Linked DNA regions of Mus musculus: region 1 is linked to region 2. The links are chromatin contacts, called in public Hi-C maps. All regions are on one chromosome and are shown on one strand. Each heading gives the region's core, a stretch centred on a gene start, on an enhancer-like site or on the middle of the called end of the contact. The rest is flanking DNA. Distances are from core to core; before and after follow the strand shown.

What was found. A called contact is a pair of places that touch in the nucleus more often than the background predicts.
Region 1: a Hi-C map of cerebral cortex shows a contact between it and region 2, with 3 times the contacts expected there. The contact joins the promoter of Fgf18 here to the enhancer-like site in region 2. A contact is called at or near these places in 10 of 39 promoter capture datasets (the 3T3-L1 cell line, 3T3-L1-derived adipocytes, HPC-7-derived erythroid cells and 5 more), 2 of 484 Hi-C or Micro-C datasets (adipose-derived mesenchymal stem cells and cerebral cortex), 1 of 115 datasets of contacts at active chromatin or transcription factors (pancreatic cancer cells) and 2 of 9 other capture datasets (adipose tissue and embryonic stem cells).

What each region holds. Positions count from the first base shown.
Region 1 is chr11:33,144,695-33,149,246 of GRCm38.p6, reverse strand. Fgf18 (fibroblast growth factor 18) reads left to right here and starts at 1,847. Exons shown (of 5, transcript NM_008005.2): 1 at 1,847-2,005; 2 at 2,166-2,202. The coding sequence starts at 1,974. RefSeq lists an enhancer at 1,242-1,272 and promoters at 1,087-2,030, 1-2,030.
Region 2 is chr11:32,995,971-33,000,889 of GRCm38.p6, reverse strand. No RefSeq gene overlaps it. Among named protein-coding and RNA genes, the nearest start is that of Gm12111, 72 kb to the right of the region's middle. Within about 2 kb of position 1,764, at least 8 of the 459 cell types and tissues checked have an H3K27ac peak or open chromatin away from gene starts, as enhancers often do. A contact at or near this core is called in cerebral cortex, where this site is marked.

The sequences.
Region 1 (4,552 bases), core at 598-3,097, 150 kb before region 2:
TTTGTGGTTTGTCATTTCACTCTATTGGTTGGTTGGTTCCAGAATTTAGGAAGTTACTAGTAACTTTGCAAGGCTAGTTCAGGCAGCCCAGACAATAAACATAAAATCAACTTCCTTTCATGCAACAATTCTCTCAACAACTCGATTTCGCAAAGGTTTTCAGGATTTGTTTTTAATACTGCCCCCTTAGCCTCAACTTTGAAAAAGAACTGAAAGTCGCTTACAGGGAGGTCTGGTCCTTGGAACAAATACTATGTTTCTATAACTTGAGAAATAACACCACCGAGCAGCACCTTCTTCACTTTGCTCCAGCGAACGGGGAATAACAACCACAGCTACGGACACAAGGCCTTTAAATCAAATAATCCGAATTCCTGAGTTTTGCATTTTGAGCTCGTTCTCTAGTTTCTTGCCCACTGTGACCTGTTTGTTTTAGCATCAGTCCAAAGCAGAACTTGGCTGACCCAGGCTCTAGACAGAATGAGGCAGGCCTCTGACAACAATATCTACATTTGGGGGTTAATGGAAGGACAGAAAAAGTTCAGGGTTGGTGATCAAGGGCAGGAAAACTAGCTGCTTAGATTGCGAACTGAAGAGGACCTGGAGTGAGCGCTGACCAGAGTCCTGGCTACTCCCAGGCATGTAGCCATTCAGGGGCGAGGTTACAGCGACATTTTTGAGCCGCTAGGTGGTAGCCGTGTGCTTCCAAAACCCGGGTCACCTAACTAGAGAACGCAGCTGGAATCCCTAGAACCGACCTTAGAGTCCCAGAGCGGGGGAAGGGAGAGAGACGCCCCTGAGACTTTGCCATCTCCTACGGCAAAACAGAAGAAGGCGTTACTTAGCGTAGTCATCCCACGGTGGTGGTTGTGGTGGTGGTGCGTGTGTCTGGGAAAAGCCACTATCTTGCGTGGCCTAAGGGTAAGGGTAAACACGACTCCTTTCAGTTGAGTCACCCCACCGGGCGGGCCTCGTCTGTCCTCCCCTTGCTTCCCAACTCTAGTGGATGTGAATATGAACAGCAAATGTGAGCATTCTTTGGGAACCCCGCCTGCTCCATTCGGCCAATATTAGCCTTGTGTCGGAGAGCTCCGACGGCTTCCAGCGCTCACCAGGTCCAGCTTCGTGGGTTCTGCCATGCTGAACGGCCAGTCCCATTGCCGACAGTATTGAGTGCCTCCCCTCCAACCCTGAGCCGCCAGAAGGAGGAGGCAGCGGAGAGGCCGCGGCAGGCAGGCGAGCAGGCAGGGCCGGCTTTGATGTGGGCGCGGCGCACCCAGCCGCGCTGAGCGCCCGTCCGGCCGCGCCCCGAGGGGGGAGCCCCCGGGCCCCGCATCCTCATTGTGCCGGCGCGGGCCCGGACCCGCCCCTGGCCCCCCGCCCCCTCGCCGCCCTCGCGTAGAAAACGCCCCGGCCGCCGCCAGCGGTGGGAGGCGGCGATGCGCACGGCCGGAGAGACACAGAGGAGGAGACATGAGCCGGCGGGCGCCCAGACGGAGCGGCCGTGACGCGTTCGCACTGCAGATGCGCGCCCCAGCCTCGGAGCGCTGACCCCGGCCCCGCTAGCCTCGCGTCCCGGTTGCGGCGCCTCTGCCGCAGCACCCGCCGTGCATGCTGCCCCTGGACTGAACCCGCAGCCCGCGTCTCGCGAACGTCCAGACGGCCCTCCCGTCCGCCCGCTTCAGTCCAGCTTCCCCGCACCGGCCGGGCTCCTCCCGCACCGCGTTCGCCCCACAGCCCCCGCGCCGGCTCGGAGGGCGCAGCGCTCCGGAGGAGCCGCGCGGGGCGCTGATGCCGCAGGGCGCGCCGCGGAGCGCCCCGGAGCAGCAGAGTCTGCAGAAGCAGCCGGCAAGGAGGGAGCAGCAGCAGCGGCGGCGGCGGCGGCGGCGGCGGCGGAGGCGCCCGGTCCCGGCCGCGCGGAGCGGACATGTGCAGGCTGGGCTAGGAGCCGCCGCCTCCCCCCCCGCCCCGCGATGTATTCAGCGCCCTCCGCCTGCACTTGCCTGTAAGCACCCGCCCGGGTCTGGCCACCCTGCCTGGATGCCTGTCCCTGTGCGTGTGTGGCTCTGTCTGTCTGTCCGCCCGACTTTCTGCTACGTGTCTGTCTGTCTATCTGTGCCCCTTCCTCGGATCTCACTGACCTCCTCTCCCTCTTTCTCCCGCAGGTGTTTACACTTTCTACTGCTGTGCTTCCAGGTTCAGGTACGTGGGCTCCTGAGAGTCGAGTCGTGTCTCTCCCCCACCCCCCTGCCAACCCCAGCGCGCTCTTCTTCGAGGTGCTGGCCGACCCCCCTTCCCGGGACCGCGCCCCCTCTCGGTGCCCCACCCCTCCTGGGCAACAAGCCCAGTGCACCTGTTCCCAGGGCGCAGAAGGGCGGCTTCGCGCGCGTCCTGCGCTGGCGGTATCAGGCCAAGGGCTAGGAGCTACTGCTTGAGCCAGTGCAGACTGTCGCGGCCTCGGTCAGCCTCGGTAGGGAAATCTCTCAGAGTCGGAGGGCTGACTCTGGCCCGAGTGATGTGTGGGACTCCAACCTCCGACCACAGCTGGCGAGGTAGGGACCTAGAGGTTTTTATGCCAACTGTCCCTTTACGGCTTGCTTGTCCCTGCAGACAAAAAGGTTGTTTTCAGCTAAGTGGATTTTGAGTCCAGAGAGAGAGAGCTTTAGTTGTAAATTACTCTGTGTGTGTGTGTGTGTGTGTGTGTGTGTGTGTGTGTGTGTGTGTGTGGAGAGAGAGAGAGAGAGAGAGAGAGAGAGAGAGAGAGAGAGAGAGAGAGAGAGTTCTCCCCATCCTGCTGCGCTCTGCTCCACATGTCCTTGCCCAAGGTGGTGCAGCCCAGGGCTTGTTCCCTGCCTGGTCCCCGTTCGCTCTCTGTGAATCAGAAAAGGGCTTGGCGCTCAGCCTGGAAAGCACTTGCTAAAATCTGATCTGTTACTTCAGCAGCTTTCAGACTCGGGAAGGTCTTGGCACACAGACAGTTGGAATGCTCTGGCTTCCAAAGCCGTGGAAATGAAGGAAAAGGGGGGGGGGGGTAGGGAGTCGACTTCAGCCCCGATTAGAACCAGACCAGGGCTGCCTCAGCATGGTGTGTGTGGGGCGGGGTGTGTGTGTGGGGGGGGGTGGCAATAAGAATAGGAAACACCAGCTGCCCAATACCTCCACCTACCTACAGCTACAAGGGAGGGGACCCAGAATAAACTGGACATAGGCCAAAAGAGGATTATCTGTCCCCTCCCCCTCTCCGTGAAAGGCAGGTGTCCTTGCAGGGCTAATGGGAAGATGCTTGGTTGTAGCCTTCTGAGTTCTGGAGATGCCTGGAGACAGCCCTGTGCACCAGCTAGAGGTGGTTCTCCCAGTTTTCTGGTACAAGGAAGTGTGTGTGTGTGTGTAGCTGAGGCCGTGGTTCCTAGTTCAATCTTCACTGTTCCTTGGGACAGACATGAAACTCAGTGCAAAACCAGTTGAGACTCTGGGCTGAAAGGATAGATGGATGGACAGACTGATGGCTCTTTCCTTCTATTGGCCAGGCTGGGGTCCCCAGTGACTTCTTGAATCAATACAACTGGAGTCAGTAACTTAACGCTGGCTGTTTGCCAAAGCAGATGTGACCCTATGTGGTGAGGGGGTGGGGGACAGGGTCGGGGAATGGTGGATGTTAAAGAAAAGGCCAGTTCCAGGCATGGGCTGCCTAGTCTGTCTGCAGCTGAATTCCCAAGCAGAGGGCAGGTTCCAGGGTCACTCCAGGGGTTCTGCTTGTCTGGCTGGGCTGAGCTTGGGCAGGAGCTGAGGAAATGGGTGTGGAGGCAGAAAGGAGCCTTTGGGTCTCGCTGCCCAATCCTGTGCATGATTGCTGCTCTTGGTTCTTCTTTAAGGAGGACCCTGGAGGGGCTGCCGGGTGGTCTTTGTGTTCTCTGATGGGAGTGTGAGGGAGGGAGTCTGGACTCTGCTTCCCACCTCCACCTCCTGGCCGGAACTAAGCCAGCATCTTTGAGAAAGATCTGGGTGGTCTGCTTGGGTTAGGTCAAGAGGCAGGATTCATGCAGGTGAGGGAGCCTCGTCTTTTCCATCCCCCCCCTCTTTTGCCCCTTTGTCCCCTCCAGCCTGTAGACTTACGGAACTGCATAGGACCGATGTTTTTAACCCCTCATCTGTATCCTTGGGACCAGCTGGGGGTGCCCTTGAAAATCACTCGGAAAACAGTGTGTAAATTTGGTCTGTCTGGAAGAGGAGTCATAGTAGAAATCCTTAGACTTTTTTTTTTTTTTTAAACCAAGATTCCTAAAGGGGGAACAATGAGCAGGCTCGTGTTTGCTTTTACAGTTTATAGACTGATGGAGTGGCCCTTAGTGGGAGAGATGCAGATGGCTTCAAAGGCGTGGGTTGCCTGGAGTCTGCATTCTGAGCCCTGCAGGGGCAAGTTTGTCTGATGTGCGTGTTGGTGTAGTGCGCACCGGACAAGGTGCACAGGGACATCTACAGTCGCAATGATTCTGCTGTAAGGAGAGCAGAAGGCCTTCTTCTGTGGAGGAGGGGGCCCAGGGCTTGGCAATAG
Region 2 (4,919 bases), core at 515-3,014:
CGAAGGACCCCAGATAACCTCTGGAAGTCCTCAAATGGAGCAATATGGAGACTCTTCTAGCAACTGCCTGAGCCAGGAGAGTCAGAAAAGTCTGGTCGAGGAGCCCTCTAGGAAAAAGAGGGGAAGAATCAGGAGACACTCAGTAAACCATGTTGACATCAGGAGGAAAAGAAAGACTCAAGGATGCCTTGGATACATCAATTAAGAAATATTTATTGAGTGTGAATCAAACAAGAAAGGACCGAATTTATTTTTTTTCCTTCTGAAATTATAAAATGAGCTTTTTCCATTGCAAAATAATATAGTCCCAGTACAGGATATAATTAGAAAATGACAGGAAAAGTAATCTACCTCCATGACAGCATTTTATGACCCCTGGAAGGACCCATTGAGAATGAATGTGCCTGCTGTGCTTCGGATGGGGAAATGGGGGAGGGGGTGGTCCTCTGAGCAGCTTGCCCCATCCAAATACCCAGAGGAGACTTGAAGTATAGACCACATCTCGATGCTCCCAGTCTCTGTGCTGCCCCCATGGCCATAAGGCCAGATTTCCTTCAATGTGCCCGTGTGAGTCCTTCCTCCCTACTCAGTGGGCATTTTAGATTCCATATTTTTTCTTTTAAAACACACATTGTCCTTTTAAAACATGTACTTGATCTTCCTAGGGTATGTTTTTTGCCGGGTAGAGTCCTGGAAGTCTGAGTTCTCCCCAGCAGTAGTATGGGTCAGGGGTTACTCTCTTCTTTCTTCCAACAGTGGCCTCAGCCTTTCTTACTCTCCTCTAGTGTTAGGCATGTTGGCTCAGAGCCCATTGGTCACCCTGGGGATTTGGGGGAGAAGCAGACAGGTTAACTGGTTAGACACACTGGCTCACTGACAAAATGAACCCTCTGCCAACCAGTTGGTCTCACTCTCTGGCTGGCTGGCTGGTAAGTGGCTTGCCGCCATCTATAGTGGTTCGTCCACTCACAGAACCTCAGCCATCCTTGGGCATCTCACCAGTCACAGCCTATGTCAGTTTCTCCATTAGTTGTTGGCCATGTATCTCCTCAGTCTGTCCATCAGTCAGTCTATAGGTCTGTCAGCTGCCAGCAAGTAGGTGGGGCCACACCCTGACGTTCCCTCCAACTGGTGATCTCAGGCCTCACCTGAGGGGGAGGGATGGAGGGAGAGGATCATTTCCTCCCTGCTGAGGCCCTTTGAAGTGTGCTCTGTCAACCTTGGAAACTGAGCTGAGAAGTTATTTATGAAGTACCGGAGTGCAAACAGCCTCATCAGTCTGTGTTGCTAGCAGCCAACTTGAGTCCACTCATCTTCCATCGACCGTGTTTAAAATGCAGAGCTGTGCGTCCCTCTTGCCCACGCTGCACCCCCAGCTGCCTCCCTCATGGAGAGCTGGAGGATTGGTTTTCAGGAGCAGGTGATTTCATCAGTTGCTTCTGAAGCCAACTTGACTTCGCCTGGGTCTCTCCAGGAATGAGTCACTGCCTGCAGAGGAGACTTCTGGGAAGAAAGCAAGTTCTCAGAGCATATGCTGTGCCATCCTGCTCAGGGTCTCAGAACCCCAAGAATAAGACCTTGGTCTGGTTTGGTGGAGCCATTTACCATGTGGAGACCCTGTCTGACCCAAATGGGATGGGGAGGGTGGCTCAGCAGGGTGCTATGAACTGATGGAAGAGCTGGGCTCTGCTGTGGGAGCCCAGGCAGGGAGCACATAGATTCTTTAACATTCACGGCAGGTTTCTTGATATCTGTAGGAGGAGGCAGCTTTCAGCACATGGCCTAAGGCAGAGGAAGATGTTGGCTCTCAACCCCCTCCAGCCTTCTACTGTGCTGCTGTCACATGGGTCCTACTAGTCATTTTTCAGCACTGATCCAGCTAAGTTCCAGGAACCAGCCCTCCACATGGGACTGAGCTGTCAAGTTCAAAAATCATTTACCAAGTGCTTCCCAGGCGTCTGGCCCCCTGAATCCTCCTTTAGAGGGCGCATGCTGTCACGCTCCATAGAATTAACAAGCCCTACCGCCTTCAAGGCTGGGTTGGGATTGGACATTGTAAAGCAAAACCAATATTGTCCTTGCCTTCATGGAGGTTAGACTCCAGACATAACTGGTCAGCGGTGAAATAAAGGACAGCGAACAAGGAAAACATGATTTGTGGTGTTTGGAGAGCTGGGGGCCTTGCATGAGCCAATGCGGACGAAGACTGAGAGTTGTTAAGGTGAATGAAGATGAGGACAGAGTGTGTTCTGATGCCTTGTGGAGGGAGGGAGACCGTAGCAGTGAGTCAACTGCTGCCACAGAGACTGGAAGAGAGCAGAGATGTGCGCAGAGGCAGACAGAAGCGTTTTTCCCACGTGAGTTATTACATTCATTCATACGTGTGTACATTAATTATACATGCATCTATGTCTTCATTCATCCACATTTTCAGCAAACATTTGCTGAGTGTCCACACTACGTGTCTCTCTCTTCCAGAGCTCACTCATCATGAACTACAGAAATTAGGACTGACCAGCTCGCTGTCCTGGCTGGAGAGCCATGATTACAAGGAGCCATGGGAACAGCATGAGAGTTATGCTGTTGAAAGAAACAGACTGGCGAGCCGTGACATGATGCCTGCCTAGTCTCTCTGGCATCTCCGGGAAACATGGCAACCGTATTGTGGCAAGCACTACAAAGCATCTACTACTGCAAGGGTGAATGTCCCTCCGACTTTTGTTGCCTTGAGCTATCAAAATCCTGAGCTCAGGTAGGGAGTTAAGTTTGCCTCCTACCACATCAGATATTCAAGATTAGGAAAAAAATAAACCCTTGTATTTAAAGATGTTGTATTGTTATTTCTTGAGTCCATGCTTGTTCTAATCTGCCCAGGAATAGTGTCACCCAGTATAATATGGTAACCTCTACAGATGCTGTCCTAACATGACCCCAGACATCAGGAGTAGCTATTCTAAGACACATTTGAAGTAGTCTGAGAGCAGCCCCAAACCATTCATAGTTCACCCTCAAATTCTGAAGACAAAGCCAGGATCCCCTGCTGGCCTCCTGGCAATGGCTCTTTTTTGGAACTCTTAACATAGTTTCCATGGATGATACAAACATGGCAATGGGTTCTTGCACACATCTGGGTGTGTGACTCTTTTGCTTGGTGTCTGGGTTGCTTCCTGAGTCAATCACTCTTGACTTTGTTATCACTCTATGAAGTGGGGGTAGGGTGTGACCCTCTAAGGGCTCAGTCAGGGCTTGGCTCAGGGACCGTGTGGGAACATTGATGTTGGGGCAGGATCTGGACCCTCCTGAGCAGGCTGTGAAGACAGTGCTCTCTCAGCTATATTCTTGAGACCATGGGAATCTATACCAGAGTGTGCCCTCATTTTCCCAGTGACATGCAGGGTGGGGGGACTCCAAACACACCTCCTCTGCTCCTTTCCCTTCCAGAGTGGATCCTTGGCTATATCTCTTAAGTTCATGCCTCTCACCCATGCTTCACTTCTCATCGGCACCTCCCAGCTTTATGGAAAGAGTAAAGCAAGCTTCAACCTGTTGAGAATTTTTTGGATGGTTCGATCTCCCTGTTATCAAGATCTGCTGAGTTCCCGGGTTGGAAATGGCTGAACAGGCTGAGTTACAATAGGAAGTAGTGGACCCATGGCTTAACAGACAGAAAAGTCTGCTTGTCTCTGTCCTTTGTTGGGGGAGAGGCTAGATAAGGCTATCTGTGTGTCAGAGACTTCTCCCCCGGGAGAATATGGCCACTGTGATTGGGTAGAGAGAAGAGCTTTCCTGTTTGAGACCAGAAGCAGTGGGTTTCTTCCTGACTGGAAAACAGCTCCATACTAAGGGCGGCTTCTTTCTCTCCCCCTCATTGCTCACACTGGGTTCGCTCCTCAGTCTTGTGACTGAACACCTGTGTTCATGTGTGTATGCCTTTCCAGGCAGCAGGTGGATACAGGGATGGGAGTGCCTCTGTGTGTGCCTTGGCTGTACCTTGAACAGATATGGTGGCACCGAAGCAATGTGTCCTGGGCCAGAAAGGGGCCTTAAGAAGAATGAGAGCATGGAGAGCTGAGCTAGTAAATCTCAAGAAAGCCTAAGTCCTTTGCTTCATGCCTGGCTCCAACAGCATGGCTTCAACAGAAGGTTTGGTGACACTCTGGAGTCTAAGAGACCTGCCCTAAGACACAGGTTGGGGGTATCTCCCCATTGTTACCTCAGACACCCATGCAGCATTAGTACCAGCAGGGTTTTCTTCTGACTTCCGTTTTATTATGAAAAGTTTCAGGTGTGGAAGAAGCTGTAAGAATATTACAATGGGCTGGAGAGATGGCTCAGTGGTAAAGAGCACTGATTGCTCTTCCACGGGTCCTGAGTTCAATTCCCAGCAACTACACGGTGGCTCACAACCACCTGCAATGGGGTCTGACGCTCTCTTCTGTTGTGTCTGAAGAGAGCAATAGTGAATACATTTAAAGAGAAGAAGAAGAAGAAGAAGAAGAAGAAGAAGAAGAAGAAGAAGAAGAAGAAGAAGAAGAAGAAGAAGAAGAAGAGGAGGTTCTTCTGCACACGCCCACTTTCCCCGGCACTATTTATTGAAAAGATTCTCCTTTTCCATGCATGTGTTCTTGGTTGATGCCCTTTCTTTCTTTCTTTCTTTCTTTCTTTCTTTCTTTCTTTCTTTCTTTCTTTCTTTCTTTCTTTCTTTCTTTTTTTTTTGAAGTGAAAAGACTTTAAATGCATGGAATTATTTTCCTGTTTTCTACTCTGTGCCATCCGTCTTTGTGTCCCATCAATGCCGGGACCAGAATATTTTGCCAACTATAGCTTTGTGTGATATGTGTTGAAGGCAGTGTGGGTCAGCAGGTGTTAAGAGTACCTGTTGACAGAGATCCAGGGGCAGCCTGGGACACACATGGATA